Linked DNA regions of Callithrix jacchus: region 1 is linked to region 2. Evidence: chromatin contacts called from public Hi-C data. All regions are on one chromosome and are shown on one strand. Each heading gives the region's core, a stretch centred on a gene start, on an enhancer-like site or on the middle of the called end of the contact. The rest is flanking DNA. Distances are from core to core; before and after follow the strand shown.

What was found. Hi-C and Micro-C count contacts between places; a contact is called where the count stands out from the background.
Region 1: a Hi-C map of skeletal muscle shows a contact between it and region 2, with 4 times the contacts expected there. The contact joins two enhancer-like sites. A contact is called at or near these places in 2 of 3 Hi-C or Micro-C datasets (both in skeletal muscle).

Annotation. Positions count from the first base shown.
Region 1 is chr12:44,055,422-44,059,950 of calJac240_pri, reverse strand. The region is part of intron 4 of GRID1 (glutamate ionotropic receptor delta type subunit 1); the gene reads right to left. Among named protein-coding and RNA genes, the nearest start is that of GRID1, 370 kb to the right of the region's middle. Within about 2 kb of position 1,905, at least 1 of the 16 cell types and tissues checked has an H3K27ac peak or open chromatin away from gene starts, as enhancers often do. A contact at or near this core is called in skeletal muscle, where this site is marked.
Region 2 is chr12:43,888,856-43,893,211 of calJac240_pri, reverse strand. All of the region lies in intron 3 of GRID1 (glutamate ionotropic receptor delta type subunit 1), which reads right to left. Among named protein-coding and RNA genes, the nearest start is that of GRID1, 200 kb to the right of the region's middle. Within about 2 kb of position 1,486, at least 1 of the 16 cell types and tissues checked has an H3K27ac peak or open chromatin away from gene starts, as enhancers often do. A contact at or near this core is called in skeletal muscle, where this site is marked.

The sequences.
Region 1 (4,529 bases), core at 656-3,155, 170 kb before region 2:
TCCTAATTTTCCTCTTCTTATAAGAACACAAGTCATACTGGATTAGGGTGACCCTCATGACCTCGTCTTAACCAGACTGCATCTACGAAGACCCCACTACCAAAGAAGGTCACACTCACAGATTACAGGAGTTAAGTCTTCAACATATCCATGGGGTGATACAATGCAACCTGAAACACTGAGCTTTCATAGAAAATAGAAAACAAAAAATAAAACAAGAATGCTGGCATTCATTTGTTTAATGTACTAGTAGCAACTGATTCTAAAGTTTACTGCCATTCAGTCCTTTCTCCCCTTATCCTGAATTGAATTTTTTTAATTGCTTGGAAAAACAGAGCTGCCCCTGAGTTGTATGTTTTTCTATAATGCAGGCTGTACCTCTTTATAAGGTTTTCAAACCAGCACTCATAGATATAAAATTTAATGCTTTTCTTGCATTTACATTCTCCAGTGTCTCAATTTTCTAAGGCTCAGCAAAATCCGTGTTTAACCTCCTAGCCTTTCCACAAAATTATCATGACAGTTACTGGGCCTGGGAGGAGCGTAAACAAATGTCTCTCCACTTACAACCCCCTAGACTCAGCCACGTGTTCTAACAAAGAAAAGAGCCACGTGATTCCTGTGTTATTTTGTTTAAAGGTACTGTATTGAATTACGCACACATTTTTTTAAAAACTGGGGAATTAAACCTTTTAGTATACAGATACAAAACCTTTTAATATAGCATCTCAAAACCATGGTTAATGAGAGTCATTGTGCCTTCTTCCTCCATTCGTTGGTTTATACTATCAGTACATATTCACTGCGCACATACTATGTCCACACCCCATTTATTGTGCTGCGGATACAAAGACAGACAGAACAAAGTCATAAAAACTGATGACAATTCAGTGTTTTAAATGTTCTAAAGGTAAAGCAAGATCTTAGGATTGCCCCCATTCCTGCAGAGCAAGGGATGACTGGTCTCCAGCTAGTTTGATTCATTTCACAAGTCAACAGCAAACCTGCAAGAGCAAAAAAGGGCAACCCTTTCTTCTGTCTCCTGAACCCAATGCAGCCCAGAACCAGACTAGTCCAGAACCTCCTGGGCACCTGTGGACACTTGACACATTCATTTAACAAATGAAAATGCATACCTACAATGTGTCAAGCCATGGGGATAGAGTGATGGCGAAGAGCCAGGAGGTCGCTGCCCTCACTGAACCTTTGTCTACTGAAACTTGCTCTTGGGAAGCCAGGTAGCTAAGAGAACAGGGAGCCTTTGGCACATCAGCTGGATGGGAGAGCCCGTAAGGCAGCTGACAGCTGTTCATCCAGATATAGCCCTGCTGTCCTAAGAACATGTCAGCTTCTTATTCAAAAACAAGGAGTATTTTTAATTCCCTGGCACTCGTGACCCATTTAGAATATTACTTCAGTGACTAATCAGGGAAACCCAACTAATCCAGACTCCTGAGAGCTCAGGCAGCTTCTGAGAGCTGCCAAGGCCACCAGCAGCCAACAGGACATGTGGCAGCCACTCATGGAGCCCAGGTGGGCCTGAGCACTTCCCATCTTCCCCCAGCCCAAGTACATGAAGAGGCTGCCATCAGCAGACACCACATGTGAGAGCAACTCTCTTTCTATAAGGGTTTAGAAGCCAATGGCCAATGGCTACCTAAGAAGACATTGAAACATCTATAAATGGATAAATGCATATCATAAGGAGACACCACTTATATCCATCTTACAGGCAGAGATCTTAAAGTGTAAAAATGTCAACCAAATATTTGCCAGGATGTGAAAAATCAAGTATAACAGACTTGGAGATCCCTTTGGCAGTAGCTAAGAAACATGCCAACTTGCCTGCCCTACACCACATACATACGGCACAAGGAGAACAACAGGATGGAATTCACTGCAGCATTGCCTATTTCACCAAAACATTAGACACTCCCCAGTGTCTTGCAGCAAAGCAACAGGAAGGTAAACACTTTGTGCACAGGAATCTAATTAACAAATAATCCTCACCGCTACCCTGTGAGAGACGTATACTATTTACCCTCATTTCCCACTGGGGAAACTGAGGAACAGACAGGGTAAGTAACTTGCCTAGGTTTACACATCTAGGCAGAGCCAGAGTTCAACCCAGGCCACCTCACCCCACGTCTTTGATCTTACCCACTCTGCAATCCTTTGCCTCTGCAGAAATGTGCAGAATAGACTTGGAGGTACATTGCAATTCTCCTGGAGATTTATACACATTTGAAAAATGTCCTAAGTATCAAAGAAGGGATAGATGTGCTGCCAACAAGAGCTTCCCAAAGCCCCTCTGTAATGGTTAATTTTATGTAAACTTGGATGGGTCACAATGTCCAGATACTTGGTCAAACATTCTGGCTGTTTCTGGGAGATGGTGTGGGATGAGGTTTATATTTACATCTGCTGACTTTGAGTAAAGTAGATTGCCCTCCATGATGTGGGTGGGCCTCATCCAATCAGCTGAAGGCATGAATAGAACAGAAGGCTGGCCTCTTCTAACAAGAGGGCATTTTGCAGCAGATGACTTTCAAACTTCATCTGCATGATTGGCCCTCTCCTGGGTCTCCAACCTGCTGGCTCACTCTGTAGATTTTAGTCTCTGTACTTGTGTGAGCAAATCCTTAAAATCTCTCTCTTTCTCCACACACACACACACACACACAGAGAGAGAGAGAGAGAGAGAGAGAGAGAGAGAGAGAGAGAGAGAGAGAGAGAGAGAGAGAATTGATTCTGTTTCTCTGGAGAATCCTAATACCTGCTCCCTTCAGCCCTTACCCAGTATTGCAGCAGCTGACAGAGAGATGAAAAGTGGTCTCATTGCATTGTTCCTACTTTCTCCTCTCCAGAAACTTGAGAGACTCTGAGGAAGCTATCATCAATCCCATTTTATAAAGAGTAAAACTAAGGCTTGGATGAGCTGAATAACTTACCAATGTTGTACCAGGCAAACAATGAAATATTTTCAGGCTCACATTCCATATCTTTTCTCCCAAAGCATATTGCAAGGACTTAGATGGTGGGCATGCCTTGGCTCTGGTAGCAATCAAACATAAGTGGGCAGATGCCATGAATCCTGACAGCTGGTCAGTCTGGGTACTAGGTCACTGAAAGGAATAGTTCTCTTGCAGAAGACTCTATGGTTGACCCATAGCTCTGGCCAGCCAACCATGAAGGCTCCTATCTTGTACTTGCTGATATCCCCTCCCCCAGGACAAATGTTTATAATGCTTCCCAATGGCCAGCTCCATTCAATAACTACTAGTCAAATAAATTGAAAAAAAAGGGCAAAACTCACTGCCCTCTCATAAGAGGCCACCCCTAAGACAGTAAGGAGAAAGATCATGGGCAAAGGTAAATGTTATGGAAAGAGTACTGGTCAATCATGTAGATTAAGCAGCAGGTAAACAAGAGTGTGAAACTAGAATATCTAATAACAAAGTACAGGATACCTGGACTACCAAAAAGTGAAAGCAAGCACTCATAAAAATCACTGATAAATTAACCACCAGGATGAGATAAGGGATCCCACAGTGTGGTCAAATTCTGATGGGAGTCATAGTGATAGTTCCAAGGCATATACCCAGACTCCTTGATGCCAGACAACCATCGCCATAATCTTGAGTATGAGCAGGCAAATAATTCAGACAATATACAGGAATGTATAATGTTATGGGGCATAGCTGGCAGCATGATATGGAAGGGTAAATGACAAAGATTTGCATGACAGCAGGCAAGAGAACTATTGAAACCCAGACCCTATCTGGTCTCTGAAACACTTAAATAAATGAAGATATATATCATACTTGTGACTAAGGATATATAATCTTATTACATATAAATTCTTCTCATATTTATCTGCATATTTAATGCAATTCTATTCAAGATTCTGACAGAATTTTCATGGATCCCAACAAGCTAATTCTAAAATTTACATGAAATAATAGCCAGCACACTTCTGAGAAGGAAGAGTGAAGAAGAGAGGCTTGTTTTATCAAATATCAAGAATTATTATGAATCTATAGCTACTAATCAATGGTAGCACTAGTGTAGGAATTAATAAATTAACCAACGGAATAGAATACAAAGCCCTAAAACAGATATTATTCATAAATAAATATGTCCCGGATGTCAGAAGTGGCAGGTCAGGTCATCAGACACATGAGGACTTCTCAGCAAATAGGATAAGAATATATAATTATTCACTTGGGAAAAAAGGTTAATTTCAAATCTAACTCATTCCAAATATAAAAATTAACTGTAGTTGGGTTCAGAAATTAAATGACAGAAGCTATCTTTAGGACTTTGCATAGGTGAATATCTTTCTGATCTAGGCATAGGAAGGATTTCTTAAAACAAACCAAAAAAACCATATGGAATAAATAGTGAATAAATTTCACAATACCCAAATTAACAACTTCTATTTATCAATGAAAAGCTTCAAAAAAGTAAAAAAGACAAATGGAAAAATAATATTTGTAACAGTTATAATTGACCATGAATTTATAAAT
Region 2 (4,356 bases), core at 237-2,736:
CAGTCCAGCATGGGATTTCTGAAACGTGGTCACTTCCAATCCCCAGGCAGAAGGCCCCCACCAGCCAGTCCAACTCAGAAGTCCCCAGAAGATGGCCCCAGTGCCAGAGGCAGAGCCCTGCCATGGCCTACAGGAGGAACTCCCCAAAGATGCCCCATCCCCGGGAGATTTACCGCTGAAACAGCCCAGTGGCAGCCCATGTGACTCCATGCTGCTCCGCAGCAGCCACCTCTAAGCCAGCAGGAAGATGGCATGGTCCAGTAGACAGTGATTCTAATCAGGGCCCTACATCCCACCATCTGTGTGTCCTTGGATGCACCACAAGCCTCAGTTGACTCCCCAGTAAAGTGGAGCTTCTCGTAGGAGTGTCATTTGAGGCCTACAGGAGATAATGGCCCTAGCACGGTGCCTGCCTCCAGAAGCCCTGTCACAGATGTGAGCTCCCCTAGGAGAAGGCGATGCCCTGTTCTTTAATGAATGGACCTGCTCTTCTCCCTGCTGGGCCTGCCCATCTTTAAGAGGGTCCCCACTTTGCTCCCCCAGGGACCAATGAACAGGGACAAAAAAGGATGTGCAGAGAGCCTGCAATGGCTATGCACAACTTTCCTATTGTCTGTCTCTCTCTGACATACACATATACACCCACACACACACACACACACTCCAAGTGCCAGCGGACACACACACCCCCCAAGTGCCAGAGGACACACACATACACACACACATACTCCAAGTGCCAGAGGACACACACACATACACACACACATACTCCAAGTGCCAGAGGACACACACACACACCCCAAGTGCCAGAGGACACACACATATTAACACACACACACCCAAGTGCCAGAGGACACACACACACATATACACACACACACCCCAAGTGCCAGAGGACACACACCCCAAGTGCCAGAGGACAACTGCTGACATGTTTGGCTGGCAAAGGAGGAAGAGTCCTTCTCGGGAATGTGTCAGAGCAGGAGTGAAGCTATTTTGGGCCACGTTCTAAAAGCTGAATGGATTGCTGGACCCGTGCTTCCCGTCTATTTTCAGCCAAATCCCAACCCATTTAAAATAGCATGTTTACTCACAGGTTCTCCTCTGTACTCAAGTAAAGCAAAACGTTTACCCCCCGCCACCCCGTGCTTCCTCCCCCAACTCATTAAGCACTTCTGCTTTTCCCTGCCTTCAGACTGCCGCCTCCTATTCAGTGTGACTCCTCTCTGAGGCAGTGGTTCTCAGACTTGAAGGCATACTAGAATCACCTGGATGGTTTTAATACTCTGCCCTATACCAGTTACATCAGAGCATCTAGAGGCAGGACTCAGGCACCTGTATTTTTTGAAACATCCCAAGTGATCCCAAGGTGCAACCACCATACAAAGCATGCTTTGGCCCTGCCAGGGCAACAAGAGTTTAAATTAAAGGGATAGTCCTCATTCTTCTCAAGTTCAAAAGAACCACTGGGGAAGGGACCTGGGGCAGCAGAAGTGTTTCTGCCTCCAGCCCAGGGGTTTGGTCTGCAAGCCTGAAAGTTGGAAAGGAAGAAGATCCCCAAGTCCAAGGCCAACCCTAACAGTTCTGTGGGTCAGCTTACGGGGTCTCTCCCACAGCATTTTAGGCAATTAAGGCGGTATTGAAGAAAGAGAGGTAAACTAGGACATCATAAGTCCATTAGATTAGCTATTCATTGGCTTTATCTCTCTTAACTGAGGTGGGAACCCAGAGGGTGAAGATGTCAGCAGGGCTCAGGCATTCACATAAGTCCCATGGGAAAGAGGAGGGTCTGCAAAGGGAGGAAGGGTGGGGGCTTTGCAAGGAAATGCCACACTGTAGACTGTCTAAAAGATTCCCAAGCTTCAAGAGAGACGGTTTTAAAGACCAAAAATTTGGAGCAATATGAATAATCTACTTTAGGGCCATTTAGAAGGCTTTTAATTCGAAACCAGTATGTGGTCATTAGAAACTTGAAATGGTAATTCTACATAAACCACTCACTTCCAGAGTCTTCATAGCATGATTCATATCAAGCATTTCAGAAAGCAAACGCCGGAGGAGCACGTTCTTCCCGAATGATTTCAGCGAAGCACCTGGAGTTAGAAACTCTACGTGGCATGCCAGGAAATACTTTACACACAGTTTTTCATTTAATCCTTTCCTCTGTGATGTGGGTGGTGTGTTTTTTTCAAGCAGCTTTATTCAGATATAATTTATATGCCATAAAATTCACCTGTTTTAAGTGTACAGCTCAACAGCTTATTATATTCAGACTCCTGCAACCACCACTATGATCTAATTTCAGAACTTTCCCATCAACCAGAAAAGAAACCTCATGACCATCAGTAATTACCCTCTACACTCCCTTCCCCCCATCCCACCCTAGCCCCTGGCAGCCACAGTGTGCCTTCAGCTATCCTGGACATTGCATAGAAATGTTAGTGTACAATATGTGGTCTTCAGTGGCTAGCTTCTTTCACTTGGCATAATTCAAGGTTCATTGCCACTGTAGCACTCACCAGTACTTCATTACTTTCTGTGGCCAAATAATACTCCATTGTGTGAGTATACATCAGGTGTATACTTATGCATACACCTACTTTATCTTCATTTTGCAGATGGGGAGTTACTGCCCAGGTCAGAGGATTAGTGAGTGCAGAGGCAGGCAGTCTGCCTCCAGAGCCCACACTTAAGCCTCTAAAACCTCCCTCCCACTGCAAAGTACTGCCCTACTTAATCCCATGGTATGAATCATTTTCTAGCAAAAAATAATATGACTATATTATATGCATGTAATTTTGCAGAAGTATCCAGGGATAAAAGCAATCTGTCCAGGAAACCCGATTGATAGTTTCCTGTTCTCATTAATATTTGCTCATTACTTATCCATCCATCCTGCCATCTGCTCCTCTCTCTAGCCGGCAAGTGATAACAGCACCTAAGATTCCAGAAATGTTAAGGCCATAAACCCTAAAATAAAAAGCAAACAAGATTCCTTGTATGAGAAAAAAAATTGCTATGATATGATTTTACTTTACTTGTTATTTAAAATTTTCAAATATTGGAAAAAGAGTAGTTGGCCTTGTGTATTTCTTACCCAGCTTCAACTGTTAGCACCTAAACCTCACCCAGCCCAAATTAAGTTGAAGAAAATCTCTAGCATCACATTTTTCACATGTATACATTTCAACTGTATCTCCAAAAGACAAGGATTTTTCCCTGTTTTTGTTTTATCCTGTTCTGTTTTGTTTTTAACAGACAGAATATCTGTCTCCCAGGCCGGAGTGCAGTGGCCCAATCACGTCTCACTATAGCCTTGATCTCCTGGGCTCAAGCGATCCTCCCACCTTAGTCTCCCTAGTAGCTGGGACTACAGGTGTGTGCCAGCAGGCCTGGATAATTTTTATCATTTCTTTGTAGAGACAGGGTCTTGCTATCGAGCCCAGGCTGGTCTCAAACTCCTGGCCTCAAGTGAGCCTCTTGCCTTGGCCTCCCAAAGTGCTGGGATGACAGGCGAGAGCCACCACACTCAGCCTGACAATTTTTGTAATGTAAATGCAATGCCATAAGCATACCTACAAAAAGTAAGCAATCCCTTACTATCTTCCAGTAACCAGCCAGTATTCATATTTCCCATGGTCACATAAATTTTTTTTACAATTTTTCCAAATCAGAGTCCTGACAAAGTCTATACATGTAGCTAATTGTTTGATACATCTCTTAAATCACCTGTAGTCTACACTTTCCCCCTTGGTCTTCCTTTCTCCCCACAAGGCAGCACACCAGCATTCCATAGGACCTTTGGAAATCATTCAAAGTTCTATAAAGATATGTGTGTGTGAACGTGTGTATGTGGGGGAGGTGTGTGTGTTTAGATGTCGATACAGCAATAGCTAGAGGGATAAAAACATCTGGACTTGTGGATCTGGGTATTCTCTGTGTATTCCTCTCTCCTCTTTCTCACTCACTCACTTCCAAAAGGCCATTTCCTCTACATCCTTGCCCTCACTAAAGCAAGAAAAAAAAAGACTCCAAGAAAATGGTGACCTAATTTACCCTCTATCTTCATAAAACATCTCCCTCTTGATACTACGTCACCTCCTTCAATGGCCACCATGCCCTTACACCCCTTGACAAAGAGAATTCCATTTGACGTAGCCAGCTGGCTCCACTTCCTCTCTTCCTGCTGTCTCTCGAACCCACCCCATCTGCCCACTGCCCCATTGCAACAGCTCTTATCAAGGACACCACGGACCTCTCTGCTGTAAACCCATTGGTCGACACTCACACCCATGCACCCCCAGTGCCCAGAGCTATGCCTGGCACAGGGGAGTGTTTCGTAAACGTTTGTGGGAT